Linked DNA regions of Arachis hypogaea: region 2 is linked to region 1. The links are chromatin contacts, called in public Hi-C maps. All regions are on one chromosome and are shown on one strand. Each heading gives the region's core, a stretch centred on a gene start, on an enhancer-like site or on the middle of the called end of the contact. The rest is flanking DNA. Distances are from core to core; before and after follow the strand shown.

Region 1 (2,546 bases), core at 22-2,521:
AACAACAACAACAATAACATCAATAAGATGAGAAAGAAGAAAAAATGACAACGACTTGAAGAAAAAACACAAAAAAAAAAGAAGATGATGATGACGACGATAATAACGATAACGATAATGAAAGAAAAAATGTGCGGACTTCGTTAAAAATTTGATTCAAAATATGCTTGAACGCTTAACATTTCTCTAATTTTTATATCGGTACATCAAAATAAATTTTTTAATTTAATATATACTTTTTTTAGAGAGAGATTTTTTCAAAGTAATTTTAGAGTTAAGTCTTAAAGTAGTTTTTGAAGTTGCAATCGAACTTCAAAATAACCCCTGAAGTTAATAATTATCCAACTCGAAGTTGCACTCCAGGACTCATAATAGTCCCTGAGGCATTTTCCGTTCATCGGAACCTTGAAATGACGTCGTTTTGAAAAAAAAAGAAGCATAGAAAGATATCGTCGTTTTATATTTAAAAAAAACAACAATCTCCTTCTTCTTCAACTCTGTTCTTCTTCTTCTTCGTCTTCAACAGATCACAAAAATAAAAATCAACAACACAAAATATCACAAAAAAAACCAGCATTAATCAGAAAAAATCAATCAACTTAAATAGCAAGTATCAATCAATCTAAACAGCAACAAGCACACAAAATAGCAACAATAAAAAAAAACTAGTAATAATTACAGAATAGAAAACAACTAAAAAACTTAGTAACTAATTTTTTTTTAAAATGACGTCGTTTTAAGGTTTCGAACTTTCGATGAACGAAAAATGTCTCAGGGACTACTATGAGTCTCGGAGCGTAATTTTGAGGATAAATTTGGATAATTATTGACTTCGGAAATTACTTTGAGACTCGAATGTAATTTTAGGGACTATTTTAAAACTTAACTCGTAATTTTAATATACTTCTATTAATCTTTTTCTTGTTTAAAGAGATATTTTCTAAATTAATTCTAATATACTTTTTATTAGTCTAACATATTTGAACTCAAAAAAGAGGAAAAATTATAATTTCATGTGAACTTAATTAACATATGATAATAAAAGAATTTCATTTAGGTACAGAAAAAATTATATTATCAATATATTAGGATTAACTAAATTATTTTATTTTACATATTTTTTAAATAATCTAATATAAAAGTGTTAAATAATTAAACCATGGTTGAATAATAGTATATATAAAAGTTTATACTATAGCTTAGACTCTGTTTAAAAAGGCAAAGTCAGTAGCAAATCACTTACTACTACAGGATTGATTAGCAAAAATAAAACATACTATATTGTATAAAAGCAAAATTAAAACATATTTATGTGTTGGTATGTTGGCTGTCACGTGTCAAAAGTGTCGGTAAACAATAGCAGTATGAGATCATGAATCACGTGTCATATAATAATGTACTGGCAAAAATAATTATTTGTAGTAGTTTTGTTCATACACATATACACCCAAACGTCTTATTTATATATATATATATATATATATATATATATATATATATATATATATATATATATATATATATATATATATATGAGTAATTCGTATAAGTATAATATTTTTTAGATAATTATTCATGTAATTAATATAAAAAAATAGTTATTTTATTAATATAATATTATATAATTAGATGTATGTGTAAAATAATTTTATATTAATAATGTATAAAATTTATATATATCACAAGAACAAACATCAGAAATTAATTTATAAATAGATTCAAAAAGGTGAAATACTAGAAAATAGAGGAATGGCGTGTTATGCAAAAATATAAAACTGGTAGTGTTAAAAGAAACAAAACATAATCTATGTTTTGTGTGCAACGAAGATCAAGAAAATGTTGCATTCTGCAAAACGTAATCTGCGATTGACAGGGTAGGACAACAAATTTTCAAAACATGGCAAGATGTCCCCTGCATGCAGACAGGAGCAGTTGTTGATCAATTTTGGGAAAGGCAAAATGCAGGCTGCGTTTGTTAGTCGTGCAGGACAAATCGCAGGTTGTGATTGATAGCCTCCCTAGCTGTATGCCCGACGCGTGTAATGGAGGGGCTTATAAAACCAAAACGCAGGTTCCTGCAAGGGTGAAAAAATATTAGTGAAGAAGAGTGAAAACCAGAGTGAAAAAGCAAGAATGACAAAAGGTTACTAAAGGAGGAAGAGTGAAGAAGCAAGGGTGGGAGAAGAAGAAATATACTGTGAAGGATTAGAGTTTGAGGGAAGAAAAAAAAATGGTTCATAATTTTACCAAATCAGAAGAACACATTATTAAATATCTGGATTATCTCCAATGGGTAAGTAATTTTTTTTTATTTTGATATTGTTATTATTAATTTTAATAATAATAATAATATTATTATTATTATTGTCGTCGTCAATTTTTATGATACGGTTGTGTAATAAATTATAATAAACAAAATTGTGTAGAAGTTTTTTATTATTTTTTTAATAATTTATTATTAATTTTTATGTGATCTGTGTAATAATAAATTAAAATAAAGAATATTGTTTAACAATTTTTTATTAATTCTTAATAATTTAGTGTTT
Region 2 (2,546 bases), core at 23-2,522, 49 kb after region 1:
ATATGACTTGGCAATTGAAATTCTTTGACATAGTTTGGTCCCTTATCCCTCCTTTTAACCCTAATTGCAATGGTTATTCATCATGTTCTATTTCTTTTTTTTCATCACCACTATTTGTATATCATCTCTATTTGTTGTTGCATAAGTGCAGACGTGCTACCATAATAGTTTGGATTAGGTCTACTTCATAGTGGTTCATACGCATGGGTTGGTGTGCCGTAGTATTGTTGAGTAGGCGAAGGCCCACTAAGAGACTGAGGTGATGGCTGATGAAAATTGGATGAATAGTTTTGAGAAGGAACATAAGGTGTTTTTTCGACATGCTGGCCAAGTGAAGATTAAACTTGCGACAGATTTATTAGCGAAATTGATGGCGCATATTGAGGTAAATGAGGTGCCCAGTACTGTTGAAGTAGATTAGGTGCTAGTTACTGTTTAAGTAGATCAGGTGTTTATTGAGAGAATTGGGGATGAGGACTCTGTTAATATTGTTGATGTGGGGCGCTTCTGGTTGAAGAAGCTGTTGAGTTTGAGGCACTTACTGTTGATTTAGAATTTCTTGAAGTAGAACCGGTGGTGGGTGGAGTAAAGTATGAGTCTTTATGAGAGACAGTTAGCATTTGGTTATGTGAAAATTGATTTGTAAGTTGAATTAGGTTTCGCGAAGAAATCTTACTTATTTTTTCAATAATTCTGGTTGCCAATAATGAGTAGGGTTCCAACGAATTCTAAATCGCTTCACCATAATAATCTAACGAACATTCGTGGGTACAAAAATTTTGAGCACAAAGTATTTTATTTTCGAAGAAGATGAAAAAGACGAAGTGATATTTTATTTTTAAAGGGAAGTTAAACATTTTAATTCTCTTATTAAAACGGTATTGGAGGTTTAAAGCCAAAATTAATACGCCAATGTTTTATGTGGTTCATTATGATAGTCATTTGTTAAGTCAGCACTTATATGTCATTTACTAGTAGTAAATTAATTAGCCAAAAATTAGACAAGAGACAAACTAAATATATTTTTTACAATTTCAAAAACATAAATAATATAAATGAGAAGTCAAGAACGAAATTAATGGATTTTACAAATTTCAGAATGCCGCTTTCGATAGTAAAACTATATTATAATTTAGTTTATTAATACCAGAATCGAAGGCCCAAAAGATAATAATAAACGAATAAATAAATAAGTAAAAAAAGGAAGGAAAGATACGAAAGCGAATTACAATAAATAAATAAAAAATAAATAATATAATATCGGATTCGAAAGGAGATTAGAATTTGGTTTTATAAGGAGGGTTGAGGTCCGCTACCACTGTTTCTCTCTCTATGTATCTATGTTTTGTTTCTCTCTCTTTCTCTCTCTCTTCTCAAGGTTCTCTTTGTCCCTTATCGTTTCTCACCTTCTCACTTTCTTCCCTATACGCACAATTTCTTCCTCCTCACAAAAAACCACAACCATATTCAGACTCTGAAACCAGCACAACACACCACACCACTCTCTCTCTCTCCGCTGCAGAAGAACGAGGACTCTCTCTTTTTCGAAGGAGCTTCGGAATCCGCAACCATGGCTCTCTCCTCCGCACTCTCTCTACACGCTTCGATCTGAACCGCCGCCTGTTGAAGTTATATTATTCTTCCTTCTTTCTCTCTCTCTCTCTCTCTCTCTCTCTCTCTCTCTCTCCTTGTGAAACACGAAGGCTTGGTTTGGTTTGGTTTTCTCTTTATATATTCTGCGCCGTTTCTTTTGGCTCTTTCTGGTTTTGAGGCTCCGTTTTGTTGCCGTGGCGGAAGCCATAGACTAGATTGCTTTGCGCGGCGGCGATTTCGTTGCCGCGTGTGGTTTCTTGTCCGATCTGTGGACCGGGAAGCTTGCGAATCGGCCTTCTCTTTTATGTCTTTGTTGCCGTCTGTGAACCCTAGATTCGTCGGCGGTGCTGTGAAATTTCTCTGGCGATTGTTTTTGTTTTGAATCTGGAGGTTTGAGGTTCTGTAGATTCGGGTTTGGTGCGGTGAATACGGTTTTCCGTTGGTTTTTGCGTTGGATGCCGATGCTATTGGGTTGATTTTTGATGCCTCCTGAACCGTTGCCTTGGGATCGGAAGGACTTCTTCAAGGAGAGGAAACACGAGAGGTCTGAGTCTCTGGGCTCCGTTGCCAGATGGAGAGATTCCTCTCACCACCGCGACTTCCACCGTTGGGGATCCGCCGAGTTCCGCAGACCTCCGGGTGAGTTTTACTTCTTCTGGTTTTTTCTATGCACTGCTGATATTTTCAACGAAATTTCTGATTATTTAGGTTTTTTATTTGGGGGGAAAAAAGAACTACCGGATTTGGGTTGTGTTTCTGAGTTTGGTTGATTCTTCTTTGCATAATAATAGTGAACCTTGTTCTGAATTTTGAAGATCTGGTTTTGTAATTACAAGAATTGTTACTATAAGGAGGTGGTGTATTCATTCGTTTGTTTCTTTTGGCATGAATTTCTGGTGCTCTCTTTTCTTTTATGTTTAAAAAAAACAATTATGATACTGGTTGTAAGAATA

What was found. Hi-C and Micro-C count contacts between places; a contact is called where the count stands out from the background.
Region 2: a contact with region 1 is called in a Hi-C map of leaf, with 2.2 times the contacts expected there. The contact joins the promoter of LOC112776118 here to the enhancer-like site in region 1. A contact is called at or near these places in 2 of 8 Hi-C or Micro-C datasets (both in leaf).

The regions. Positions count from the first base shown.
Region 1 is chr19:147,810,575-147,813,120 of arahy.Tifrunner.gnm2.J5K5, forward strand. No RefSeq gene overlaps it. Among protein-coding and RNA genes, the nearest start is that of LOC140181798, 7.0 kb to the right of the region's middle. Within about 2 kb of position 1,272, at least 1 of the 3 cell types and tissues checked has open chromatin away from gene starts, as enhancers often do.
Region 2 is chr19:147,859,942-147,862,487 of arahy.Tifrunner.gnm2.J5K5, forward strand. LOC112776118 reads left to right here and starts at 1,273. Exons shown (of 4, transcript XM_025820124.3): 1 at 1,273-2,232. The coding sequence starts at 2,076.